2 separate regions of the Mus musculus genome follow, and region 1 is linked to region 2. The links are chromatin contacts, called in public Hi-C maps. All regions are on one chromosome and are shown on one strand. Each heading gives the region's core, a stretch centred on a gene start, on an enhancer-like site or on the middle of the called end of the contact. The rest is flanking DNA. Distances are from core to core; before and after follow the strand shown. Region 1 has its middle 34 kb from the start of AY702102. Region 2 has its middle 22 kb from the start of Gm39994.

What was found. Hi-C and Micro-C count contacts between places; a contact is called where the count stands out from the background.
Region 1: a Hi-C map of liver shows a contact between it and region 2, with 1.6 times the contacts expected there. The contact joins two enhancer-like sites. A contact is called at or near these places in 1 of 484 Hi-C or Micro-C datasets (liver) and 5 of 115 datasets of contacts at active chromatin or transcription factors (bone marrow-derived macrophages, embryonic basal ganglia, embryonic limb bud and 2 more).

The regions. Positions count from the first base shown.
Region 1 is chr2:169,925,962-169,932,611 of GRCm38.p6, forward strand. It overlaps a transcript of Tshz2 not described here. Among named protein-coding and RNA genes, the nearest start is that of AY702102, 34 kb to the right of the region's middle. Within about 2 kb of position 4,065, at least 70 of the 459 cell types and tissues checked have an H3K27ac peak or open chromatin away from gene starts, as enhancers often do. A contact at or near this core is called in liver, where this site is marked.
Region 2 is chr2:169,348,878-169,356,076 of GRCm38.p6, forward strand. No RefSeq gene overlaps it. Among named protein-coding and RNA genes, the nearest start is that of Gm39994, 22 kb to the right of the region's middle. Within about 2 kb of position 2,939, at least 2 of the 459 cell types and tissues checked have an H3K27ac peak or open chromatin away from gene starts, as enhancers often do. A contact at or near this core is called in liver, where this site is marked.

The DNA of each region.
Region 1 (6,650 bases), core at 2,815-5,314, 580 kb after region 2:
CCATTGTTTTTATTTTTTCTGACCCAAATGTAATAACTGTTCTTTCAGTTTATTTAGCCATGCTGTTGTTCTCAGCCTTGGGGGCGGCGGTGGGGTCGTGGTTATTCTTGATCTAACCAATTCTTCTCCACCTCATCCCAACCCAATGTTGCTTTCTTAACTCCCCCAGTTGCTAGATAATGAGTCAATATGGGCTCACCGTACGATGTGCAGAGGCCACCTGAAAAGCAGCCAAGGATCCTTTGCCCTAGCTCAGCAAGCCAGCACACAGTACTACACTCTGAATTTTGGCCACGTGTCCCCACTCGCTGGCAATCGTGTAAGCCTGTGATGAGGTGACTACAATTTGAAGTTTTTATTTGACCCCTTCATCTGGATACCAGCATCACTCCCAGATTCCGGAGGACAGTCTTTTCTAAAGATGACATAGGGCCCGTCACGGGATGGTGTGTTCCCCAACATGATTGTGTAGTTCTACTCTTTAAAACTTTATCTTAAAAGTAAACTAAAGAAGGAAAGGAAACCAGAAACCCAGGCATGGTTTCCTCTCCCAGGGTGTATGCCTCTGCTTCTCTCGGGCTGTCCATCCTTCCCTGCCAGCATAGGGCAGCTGTAAAGGAGCCGCTGTGCAAAGCCATGCCAAAGACACTCTGAAAATGTGTTTATAGCTCTCTTACTACAGCCAGCAATTGCAGAGTTTCTTAAGAGCCGTCCCCATGAACCCTCAGTACCTGTTTTCATAACTTCCCACAAGGCATGTACACTTCCGTAGGCTTGGTGACATAGGCAGTGTGTGTGTGTGTGTGTGTGTGTGTGTGTACATGTGTGTGTACATGTGTGTGTACATGTGTGTGTATGCACAAGTGTGTGTATACAATATACACATGTATGCATGCACAAGTGTGTGTGTGTGTGTGTGTGTGTGTGTGTGTGTGTGTGTGTGTGTGTGTGTGTAGGGAGGGTGCTCAAGTGTTGGCCCCCAGGAAACATTCCGGAGGGCCTCCTGCCAGGGCCACCTCAGAGCTGTAGCTTGGCTAAAGCACTTCCATCTCAGCATACCTCTTAAGGTTACAAGAATCATAAAATCGTTCAGGACATCTTGTTCCCTGAGTGCCTTCCCCTTCCCACCCTGATGGCAGCTCTTCAGACCCCTTGGAGGAGGTAGCTTCTGATGCTGATGTGACTGAGACTGGAAGAGCCGGTGTCTGCTCATTGGCTTCATCATTTTCATTCCAGTGGGAGAGCGCACACGTGTGCACAAGTGTGTGTGGAGGCCAGAGGTCAGTATTGGGTGTCTTCCTCAATCACCCTCCATGTGTCTGTGTCTGTGTCTGTGTGTGCACATATGCATATGCATACGTGTGTATGCATGTGTGTGCTCATATGCATGTATGTATGTATGTGCATGTATATATGTATATGCATGTGTGTGCTCATGTGTGTGTATGTGTGCTCATGTGTATGTGTGTGTATAGATATCCATGTAAGAGAGGGGGGAGAGAGAGAGAGAGAGAGAGAGAGAGAGAGAGAGAGAGAGAGAGAGAGAGAGAGAGAGAGGCTCTCAATGAACCTGGTGCTTGTCAGTAATTCACTAGACTGGCTTGCCAGCAAGCCCTGGGAATCATCTTGGCTTCACCTCCCTAAAACTGGTATTCCAGGCCTTGGCCACCCTAACCCAGTTTTCCCTGCCAGTTCAAAAGAACTCGGTTCTTCAAGCACCTATGGCGAATACTTTGCTGACTGTCATCTTCCCCAGCCCCCTCTCCTCATTCTTCAACTAGAACTTAAGATTAACAAACTCACACACATAGATCCTGGGAGAGAAAGATGAATTACAACAGCGTATGATTTGTACTGTGAGGCCCATTTCCATCAAAATGAGATCCATTCCTTTTGAGTGCTAGCTTCTAAAACTTACTAAAATAATAAAATAAAGTCATTATTTGCCTCAAAACTTACATAGAAGAAAGATTGTTCTCCTTAGGTGAATAACATCCGCAGAAGTCGATACACTTTTGATGAAACCATGAACTTGATTTGCCGCAGATAAGCTCTGTGAATCAGCCCATGTCCTAACCAGTCATCAAGCGTGTGTTTGCGATGAACACCGTGGGGGACATCTTCTCAGGACTACACAGAGGAAAGGGGAAGGGAAGGAGAGAGATTGTTGGCTTCCTTCCACTGTTCTGGAGGAAGATGTGCTGTGTGCTGTGTTTAGTCCTGGGCTAGGAGGAACTGCACCGAGGGTGACTCTAAGGTCAAATAGAAATAAAACCACTTGGAAATCAATCGGGTCAAAGTTAGCCATCCTAAATGGCAGTGTGACCCTGGGTAGGCCACTGTCCTTCTCTGAGTACTGTATACTTGTATGTGGGAAGATCTTGAGTCGGAGCTCAGCCTGGGCTACATAGTGAGACCATGTCTCCTGCTAATGACACCTCTCAGATTGTATATTCTCAATAGCTGATCCTCCCTGCATATCCCCCAGGGCCAAACCTCCCATATTTGCACAGAGCATGCTTCAGTCCAGAGCTGCAGCTGTAAAGTGGCAACAGGGAAAACTCTGCTGCCTACAGACGACAGGCAAGTCTTGTCTTTGCACAAGAGCGACGTTTCCTTTCAATGGGTACCTGCTTCTCCTTTTATGGTTACTTAGTTGCTTAGCAACATTAACCTTGCTAAAAGCACAGAGCCATCCTGCAACCTCAACTTTCATGGAGTGTGTGTGTGTGTGTGTGTGTGTGTGTGTGTGTGTTAAAGGAACCGTCTATTAGGAGAACATTCACCTTTGTGGCAGCGCCATTTGAGGGAAGGAAAGTCTATATTTTAAAAGGTTTCCCAGCCAACGTGAATACGTCTCCCACTTAGCACTCAGAGATGAGCGTATCATAATATTTAAATCAGTTTTGAGAACTCTCTTGGAAAAGGAAAAGGGGGAAATCCCCTGGTGGAATAAATACCCAGGGAGGCCACGGGAGTTCATTACCATAGCGACTGAGCTGGCAGGCTGCCCTGGGGAACCCACAAGTGCCAGCTTCCACCTTCCTTGTGTAGATCATGGAAGTCCTGACCGGATACCGCTTGGCCTCGTATGAAGCGGGAGTGGCAATGCCAGGGTCCACACACTTCAACTTTGGACATGGCCAAAGGTTTAAAGATCAGGACTGGGGCAGAACTCACCGAATCTGTGTTTCCTCAATGATCGTAAAGGGTTGAGGGCAAATAACAAAACTATATGAGGATTGCTGGGCTGAGGGAAACCCTGGCAGGCTAGGGATTGGCTCAGTTGGTAGAGAGCTTATTGAGCATACCCAGGGTCCTGACTGGATCTCCATCGTGCATTAACCAGGTGAGGTAGTGCACAACTGTAATCTGAGCACACGGGTTGTGGAGATTGAAAGATCATAAGCGTCGTTCTTGGAAGTGTAAAGAGTTTGAGGCCAGACTGGGATAAGAGAAACACACTGGGGAGGGGGTCTGGACAAAGTCTCCATAGAAATAGTTTTGAGCTTTATTTTGCCTTTATTAATCTAGTTTCAGACAAGCATGGTAATGATCAAATTTTATTCTCTGGTGAACTCAAAAGCATGAGATGGAAGCTTTCTGTCTTAGCAAACACCGCGACACTGGTAATAAATTTTCTGCAGCCTCGACAACTACTGTCTCCACAGCGTGGGCGTGTTGGTGGGGCAGTGGATGTTAACAGTATTTCTGGAACTTTCTTCATGTCGCCCTGGGATGATGCCTCCAGACAGTGTTGGTTCTGCTGACAGCAAGAAGGTCAAGCCCCTCCTGAAATGCAGGGAAACCTAACAGAACCCTTCCTCAGTCCTGCTGAACCTTGCAGTGAGAACCGCAAGCCTTAGGGGTGGGTTTCCGTGATGTCGACTAATAAATGCTCATTTCCATAAAATTTACATGAACAGAGGAAAATCTACCTCTTGCTGTGCAGGAGCTCCATCTCATTACTCAAAATAGCTGCAGAGTAATCAATGGAGCCACGCCCCCTCCTAGAGACGGGCTGTGAGGTCAGAGATAATTTCCCTGGGCTCTTCAAAGTAAGTAGCCCGGCCTCTGCAGCTCTTTCCAGGTCTTGTCCCCTCCCAACCACAGGTACCTTATGAAACAATAGTCTTCAGATTCGTGGCTGCAGTTTCGCCGTTTAAGACAATAGACTTCAGATTGGCAGCTGCAGATTCACCTTTTAAGACAACAGACTTCAGATTCGCAGCGGCAGTTTCATTACAATAAAGGCACATAGCACAGGCTACAGGGCAAGTAATTGATAAAACTTTTAAAATACGTGCACAGGGGCCAAAGGGACGGCTCCACAGTTAAGAGTGCTTGCTGCTCTTGCAGAGGACCTGAGTGTAGTTCCCAGCACCTGTGTTGGGTGGCTCAGAACCGCCTTTAACTCCTGCTTCATGGGATCCAACACCGTGTTTTGGCCTTGAGGGAGGGGCACCAGCACACACGTGGCAGATAAACGCATACACATAAACAGAATTTAATTTTTTTTAAGCACACAGAGACAGAACTGCGTGTGCTGGTAGACATTTTTAATCTATATACTTGGGAGCTGGAGGAAAGATGACAAGGATATCCAGGCCGGCCTGGGCTATTTGAGACTTTGTCTCAAGGAGCCAAATAATAAATGAAAATGAAATATAGACAGAGAGGGCTGGAGAGATGGCTCGGAACTTAGAGCACTGGCTGCTCTTCAGAGGACCTGAGTTTGATCCCCCAGCACCCACGTGGTGACTCGCAGCCATCTGTGACTCCAGTTCCGGGAGATCTCACACTCTCCTCTGCATCTCTAGGCAGCAGACATGCCTGTTGTATAGGAAGAAAGGTTTGGTTTTTTTTTTTAATGTTCTCAGACAATATATCCGATCGTGTTTCTCCTCTGCCAACTCCTCCCAGATCCTCCCTACCTCCCTACCTACCCAAACTTGTTTTTCCTCTATCAAAAATAAATATAAATAAATAAATAACCAAAACGATGAAACAAACAAAACCCAGTAAGACAAAAATGCCAGAAGAAAGCAAACAAACAAAACACTAGAGAGAGACTATTTGCTGCCTAACTGCCCTGGGGATGGCCCTGGAGTGTGCTTAATGTGGCTCTCCGTTGTGAGAGACTGATTTCTTTGCCTTTGTCAGAGGGTTTCATGTAGCTTCTTAGGTAGGGCTGGGACCCACTCCTGTCTACATTTCCCCTTTTCAGAAACTGTAGAAATGGAAACAGTTTCAAAACTGAACATACCACAGAGAGACGCAGCAGCTACAGTTCCAATAAGCTCTGCATCCACTTGGCATTTTAAATTACTTTTAGGCAATGGGTGTGGTCTGCTTTCTGGAAACTTAATTGTTTGATCCAAGAAGGTGTTTTGCAGCCCAGAAAATATTGCTTCATATCCCATCTTTAAAAAAAAAAGGCACTTACACATTTGTGTGTGCCTACTCATCTATGGGTACACCGTGTACACAATGGTGCCTGCAAAGGTGGGCAGCCCTGGACAAACTAGCTATCTACAATAGCCAAAGCTGCAAACCCCACATCCAGCAGAAACTCTGCCTCGGTAAATAATTGGAAAGCAATCAAAGAAGGCACCAATGACAATCCCTACCCCTCAATACATGCACACATGTGCCCTCATGTACACTCACTAACATATCACACACACACACTGTGCACACATACACGAAAGGAAGAAAGAGATGTTTTCAGGAAATATCCATTATCCACCTCTCCACCTGGTGCCCTCCTGAAATATCTGCGAGTTTTACAAACACTTAGTTCTTCTTAGTGACTTTGCCTAGGTAACAGAAACCTTTTAGTATTATGGGTGAGAACCGAGAGCTAAGATCAGCTGCTTGGAATTCGCTGCTGTGAGGTCTTGGGTAAAATAAGAAATCTCTGTGGTGTTCTGTTACCTCCATCTGTGAAAGGAGGAGGAGGAAGAGGAAGAGGAGGAGGAGGAGCAGGAGGAGGAGGAAGAGGAGGAGGAGGAGGAGGAGGAGCAGGAGGAGGAGGAAGAGGAGGAGGAGGCTACTCTGCAGGACTATTGGAGAAGTTACATAAACTGAACGTGTCAGAAGACTTTGGGCAAGATTTGCCTTGAAGTCTGTACTTCCTGCGCATGGACTGCCAGTTCTGCAGAACATTCCTCTCTCACTTCTACCTCTTAGCAGCATTGAGCGCTTCCCTGAGACAACCCGAGGTAAACATGGCCCTTTTCCCTATGAGTTAATCCTTACATGCTGCCGCTCAGCTGAGATCCACACTGAGCAGTTAGACAAGGTGGCAACGTGACTCTGAACACCTCATGACTCAGTTTCAGGGTCTTCTGTGCTTACTGCACTGTGATATTGAGCATCTTTATGGTGTGATATAACTGGACACCCCTCAGCTCCCTGTGCCCTTCTGTGTCACCTGCTGTCCTTTCCTTTGGCAAGACAAGACAAGATGGGAATGAAAATGTTCCCTCTGTCTTAACTCGATGAGCTATCGAGTTCCTTGTCTCAAACCACACAGCACAGATCTGGGAATAAACTTTCCAGGATGCCCTCTGGGGGCTGGAGAGAGGCCTCAGTGGTTAAGAATATCGGCTGCTCTTGCCAAGGACCCAGGCTTTATTCCCAGCACA
Region 2 (7,199 bases), core at 1,689-4,188:
GTCTGAAGACAGCTACAGAGTCCTCATATAAATAAAATAAGTACATCTTAAAAAAAAAGATCCAACAAGCCAGCTCTTTATGACACAACAATTTAAAATATATTTCCTAACTCTGTTAGTTGTTGTTGTTTGGAAACTATGATCGTCTTTATATACACATGTGCTATATATGTCACTGTGAAGCAGATCTGATATTGTCTATTATAGACTTATTATTATTTAACATGATTTTTAAAATACCCACTTTAAAAAAGATCCCCAGTTTCTGTTTCTACCCTGGCCAGTATTGACCAATAAGAGCCAGGTAAATCAAAACTCTGCAAAACTCACCAAGCTTTAAAATGTTTTTGCTTTCCGTTTTGCATGGTATTTGGGGCTTAAAAAATTTATTTCTATTGTTCATGACATGCATGCACATGTTTCTGGGGCTGGCCAATGAAGCCAGAGGTGCTGGGTGTCCTGGGGCTGCAGTTAGAGGGCGTTGTGAGGTGCCCAATGTGGGTTCTAGGGACTGTACTCAGGTCCTCTGCAAGAGCAGAGAATGTTCCTAAGTCCTGAGCCATCTCTCCAGCCCCAGCTCATTAATTTTTAAGATGGTAAAGAAACCTTGAGAGCTAAAAGCTTAAGAGTTGCTGCTTTCTGACACTGTTTAACACTGCGGAGGTCCACAGCCCATAATCCTGTCATGCAGTTACTCAGATACCTTCAACTATTCACTCCCCAATTATAACTTTAAATACTGGCTAACTAAATTAATTAATTAAAACTAAATTAATTAATGACACTATGAAGTCTTGTGTGGCCAGTACGGCCACATGCTTTGCACATATTATGTCATATAAATAAGACAAAAAGATAGTGAAATCTCACAGTTGTAGCTGTTAGATTTATTTTACAGAAAATAAAACACTCTAGAGAGTCTTTAGGCTTTTAAGCAGTCTCGTAGCTACACTGTAGCAGAAGTGGGACCCATGAGAGGCTGATGTTTAGAGGTCTTCTCTTAATGTCCTTTTCTCCTATGTGTACGTGATAGTTAATACTGACCGTAAACAGGCTCGAGAGCGTTGAGTGACCAAGTTTAGAATGAGTTATTTGAGGTGAGAAGATCCACTTTGAATATGAGTAGTACTTTCTCCTGAGGTAGGGTCCTGGACTGAGTGAAAGGGAGACAGTGAGCTGAGCCCCAGCGTCCATCTCTCTCTGCTTCATGACTGTGCGTGCGGCATGAGCAGCTGCCGCCACAAGCTCCTGCTGCATTGGTTTCCCCACTGTGATGGACTGGACCCTCAACTGTGAGCGGAAATGATCCCTCTCTTCCTTACGTTGTTTTGCTCAGGGAAAGGAGCTGAGAGAGTGTGTGGGACTTTTCGGTATCTAGCTTCCTCATTGTAAAGCTTTGGATCCCCGTCAGTCTGGAATCAGAGTTCCCATCTTCCTCTCCCCTGGCAACCCAAGAATGTTTCTTTATCATTTTCTAGAAATCCCCCAAAGTGTTCTCACAGAACCATACCCGGTTCCATCAGCAGCCATCTTCAGCATTATTGACTCTATGTTTGCTGATCACAAAACCTGCTGTTGGAGATTTCTCATTCACACAGTGATCCCTCAGATGTGAGAGCTTTTCCACCATCCACTGAAATATTTCCTCATGGGCCGTGGGATGCTAGCAAGCACTAAGCTCTATCAAAGATGGCTACCTAATCTCCAGGACCCACCACAATGCAAAACTTATTCAAACCAAGGCTGCAGAACTTTGGTAGATCAGTTGCCCCATAAGGGTGCTCTCTGAAATGTGCTCAGGGAAATTATCAGGCTTTCTCCATCTTTCTGATCCTATCCCATGTCATAGCCCCTGGGTACAATGGCAGGGCTAGCAGTCTATGGCCTTACACACTTCCCTCATGGATTCTTAGCTCCTGTCACCACAGAAATGTAAGTGGATCAAAGGACTTGATGACCTAGTCTGAAGTTTCAAAAATACAGTGTTGGTTTCTCTGACTGGCCTTGGCACTAGACACAGAACCATCTCTAGATCCACCTATGACCAAGGGATCTCCTGGAAGCATCAGCCCACTGTGTACCTTTCTCATGTGTCAGAGGGGATAAAGAGGGTCCCTCTTGCTTCTCATCAGAACCAGATAGGAGGGACCATTGTTCCAGAAAGTGGTCACTATTCCAGACAGAACCTTTGTGGCAAAGCCATGGTTCCTCCCAAACATCTCTCCCTGCAGAAAACATAAATCTGAATACTGAGAAACATTTAAAAGCATAATGAGGATAAGGTATGGGTTCAATTTGGGGAGACCTACTGATCCTTAGGAAATGACATTAGGAAAGCCCTGATGTTTAAATACAGCAACAGTAGGAGTCCAGGAAAAGAAGGTTAAAGAAAAAAAAAATATGTATCAGCAGAACCCTGTGACTCTCTGAAAATGGTACAGCCTGAGAGAGCAGATCATACCCACAGAGGGCATGGGATTTAGGAATCTCTCCCACGTATTTCCCAGTGTCAGGGTGCTCAAAGACACATTTTTATTTCTGGACTCAGAACACAGTTTTAGACAAAATAAAGATTCAAACAATCCATGGCCCTGATATCTCATTGGTCAGACCATGATAGCACTTGGTTTATTGTATAAATACACCCAATGTCAGAGCAATCATGAAAATGAAACTTAGAGAAAAAGCAAACAAACCCGTGTCCTCAAGCGGGTGGCTTGCAAATGGGGAACCCAAGAGGGAGTCCACGTGCTTCTATTTGCATGTGACCTTTTTAAAACCCAGAGGTAACATTTCCCAGAAAGTCTGTATTCATTCTCTCAACATCTGAAATGGGGGCGGCGGGGGGCGGGGGGAGGACAGATCAATTAGTGACCAAAGTAACAAGGGTCACTTTCCTTTGGTGGCTTCCACCAATGGGAAGCTGACACCTTTCAGTGTCCCAGGGAGGCTGACCTACTTCTGATTCTGTGAGCCTGTAGTCTGAAAGGTCATTAATCTAGCCTTGGCTCATGATGTTAGAATCTTGAGACTTCGATTTCTTAAATGCCAAAGGTGTGTCAGGTTGTCTTTGGAGATGTTGGCTATCTCTATTCAGGGATGCAGTGGCCAGGAGAGAGCTATATTGGTAATTTCCTTTCTCATGGAGACATTCAACTCTCCAAAGGCGACATGACCCATATGCAACACACACACACACACACACACACACACACACACACACACACACACACACACACACACACTCTATACACCACATATATGTGGATCTTTGCCATGGATCAAAGAGACAAACCAATCTCGCCACTCACTTTCTTCTTGTCAAGCACAGGGACAAACAGGTCTGTGTTTGCTGCGAGGTTGACAGCGTCGGATGTACTTGGCTGGGAGTAGAGTTGGAGAAAAACATGAAAGTAGCAATTTCTGCTTGTCACTCTTTGCGGTGTCTCCTCCTTGTCTAGAGGATGAAATCTGAGCTCTTTGTTGTCACAGTCAAAGTTCTCTCCAGCTCCTTCTATTTCCTTTTCCAGTCTTGCTTCTCATCTTTCTCCAGATTTACTCTTGACCTCCAAGAACAAGCTATGGCCCAGCTCCCTTTACAGCCTTTGCGAACACCCAGTCTGCCCTCTCTCCTGACTCATCCCTCCCAGCCTTTCAGTGTTTGACTTGGACACCCCTTCTTCAGGTGATCCAACTTGACTCCCCTCTGCTGAGGGAGGGTCTCTTCTTTGGCATTCCTGTAGGAGCTTGCCTCAGCTACTTAACTTCCCTTCCTGTCGCTGCCTTTACTGGTTCGACCATCCCCCTTTCTCCATCACTGCCTTCACTTGAATGCATTGTCCCTGTGCAAAATGCAATACCAGAGATAAAAGATGTGATTTACTCGAACCTCGTGTTGGATGTCTTCCATGTCCCCCGCAGCCACTACACTTAGTGTCCTAGACACCCTACTCTGGGTTCTTTGTTCGCCAGCTTCCTACTGACTGTAGCTATTGAGAACATCAAAGACCAGAGGTGACTATGAGACTTTGGGACATTCTCTCCCTTCCCCCTTCCCAGGTGTATGCCCAAGACCTGGCTGTGCCTCTCCTAGCGATGTCTATGGGTTTTCTATTTCAGTGACCTGTCCAGGCTTTGATGGAATTTGTTATTGTTACTCAGGCCTGGGTTGTTGATTAACTCCACCTTCCTACTCCAGATGTGCAACCTTGTCTTGTTGATGTCCCTAAAGATCCCAGTCTGGGTACATAGCCCTTCCACACACACCGTGTGTGTGTGTGTGTGTGTGTGTGTGTGTGTGTGTGTGTGTGTATCCTTCTTGCTGAGACTCTAAGGACAACCATTACTTTAAATTCTCAGTCTCTTGACACTTCTCTCTTACAGAAATTACAATTACATCTTTATCTCCTAAACCTTGGCAACCCTATATCCTAGCAAGTTGCATCGCACACAAAGAACAGGGACCAGCAAGTTTGCCTAAAAGCCACTGTTGAATTTTGTATTTTTCAGGAGAAGGCAGCTCAAAAGTTGCTAATTTCAGGAAAGCACTCATTTCCTTTGCACATCATAGAGATGAGACAGGATTGCGATTATTAGAGTGGAAAATTTCCTTCCCATTGTGGCAGTAGATAGCCGTTATCTGTTCCAATGAAAGACTCGTGAATGGCCTAAGGAATCCACTGTACACAGTCAGACATCGGAGGTGTGTGCTTTCGCTTTGACATGAGATCATCTGCTCCTGGAAGCTCCCACTCCAACACCCATCCATCTAGACCTTCTCTCCAAGGACAAAGGTAAAATGCAATTTGTCTTTTAATAAGCCTCAGGAGTTTCACTTAAAGATGTGATTACCCAGAAGGCAATAAGAGCTGTCTACAATTTCATCTGTCTCAAGAATATTGTACCCCCAAAGAAAGACAGAGAACAAGACCTCTCTCTCTCTCTCTCTCTCTCTCTCTCTCTCTCTCTCTCTCTCTCTCTCTTTACAGGAAATCCTGACCTGTAAATTAGAAAATAGAAGTTGTGTCTATCTGGGATCTATCCAGGACTGGAACTCTTTCTAGTTAGAGTGTCTAAAAATGGGGCTTCCTTCAGAAGCCTCCACCTATCTTTCAGAATGGTAGCAGGCCAAGATTCGGGTAAAATTTCTTCTACCTGGGCCTCATCATTGGATCTCTATGTCAAGATAAGGCTGGAGCATCAGGGTATGTTGTGAACATCATATTGTTGTGGTCACTCTCTCATGAACCTTGAAGTCTCAGCTGTCCTTGCCACCTTATCCTGTCTTCCCAGTCCCCCAGGCCCCCTTAGACATCCATCTCCCAAGTCAGTCACCCTGCTCTCTTAATTACCCTGCCCTCCTAGTCACCCTCCACTCCCAGTCCCCCTGTCCCCCTAGAGAGCCATAAGGTGATGTTCTCTGTATCTGTTTAGCAGTGCAGACACCAAGGCTAGTGAATCAGATCTTCTCCAGTTCAGTGGTGAAGTCATCCCTTGCACTTTCTAGGTCCTTCCACACCTTGACCACTGCCTTCCAAACCCTCTACACCCACATGGGTAGAAGAAAGGCTACCACTCTGTCTGACACCCCTGCTCTACTTTCATATGCATCTTATTTAGTTGTATTGGTTAAAACTTGAAGTCCTAACAATTATCCATAAGTCATCTTTGCTTCACTGGCAGCCATCCCTCTGAGGTCCCTGGAGAGTGTGCAACCTCACTGAATCACAGTTCTATGATTGGGACTTTCAAAGATCTACAATTTAAAGACTTAGTTGGTAGCTTGTAGCATGACTGGAAAGAGATGGGATATGTAAAAGGTGGGGTGTGGTGGGAGAAAGCTAGGTCACTGGGTGGCACACAGATTGGAAGCTCAGCACCCCGCTCTCCCTCTTTACCCTATGATAGGCACGGGGGTGAGCAAGTCACTCCTGCACATTACTTCTGCCATCATGTGATGCTGCACTATGTACCCAAGGTCCACAAGCTGTGTGACCAGGAACCAAAAGCTCTGAATATGAGCCACAAGCCACTTTTCTGCTTTGCAAGAGAATTATCTCAGGTATTATCTCAGAATTGTTCCAGTTATGGAAAGACAACTAACATATGCACTGGGGTGTCACTCATGTAGTCTCTGATGGCATCTAATCCCCTCTGCTTTGTATAGAATCTCATGAATATGAAGGAAGAGGAATGAGTTACACCTTCACCCCTTCCTGCCATCCTTTGAGAACCCAGGGGTGTGCTAAGCAGAGATCTTTCCTGTCACAAATGGATGCCTTGTGTCTTCTCTGACTCTTCTTTCTTCTTGATGTCTGTGTTACCTTCATTCACACTGAATTTCTTCTTTAGGATGTGGGTATCCTACAGAAGCATTCCAGGGACCAAGTTCACCACCAGGCACTGGTTCTGTGCAAATCTCCTTGTTTGTACCATGTTCTGTCATGGTGCCCCAGATGGCTTGCATCCATGTTAGGAATGGGCCTGGGCATTGGAGAATGTTGAGTGGCTTCTGTCCTCTGAAGGTTGGCAGTAGTCCCTACCCTGTTAGGACAACTGACAACATCTCCTGACATGCTCCCAACAGGCCCAAAGAATCCCTAGTAAAGAGACTCTGTCTCACTGGCAGAACTTCCATCCATATAGGATAAGAAATGTAGTGTGTCTTGCACATTCCTCAACGTCAAGACTCCCTGGAGTACGTTCAGTAGTGACCATGGTTCTCCTTCAGGAACAAGATGCTCTGGAGCCACAAGGTCAAGATATCCACGTGTTGATTATCCCTGAATCTGCACCACTTTTTCCCTCGTTGGAGCTCTGCGTGCCTGGAGCACCCCGGACTTATGGACGCTTCAGGGACACATGTCTTTGGTTACTTGGTGTTCAAAGCTCAGTGCATTGTCTCATGTGCTCACAAGATAGGTTGTGTTAGGATCCATAAATGAAGAAGTCAGAGAGTCAGATGTCTAGATGGTGCAGGTGGTGGGTGACAGAGACATGACTCAAGAGGTGGGGTCCTTTGGATTTCAGACACTGATGGGCCGATCATTATTGTGTCTCTTGTCATGAAGTATGGGTCTGAAGTTCTCCTGGGTGAAAGAGGAATGTGAGACCACCAGCCAGAGCTCATATCTGAGTGATATATTCAGGATGCTGGCATCACTCCAACCAGCCAACCAAGGACTGGAACTCTGAAGGCG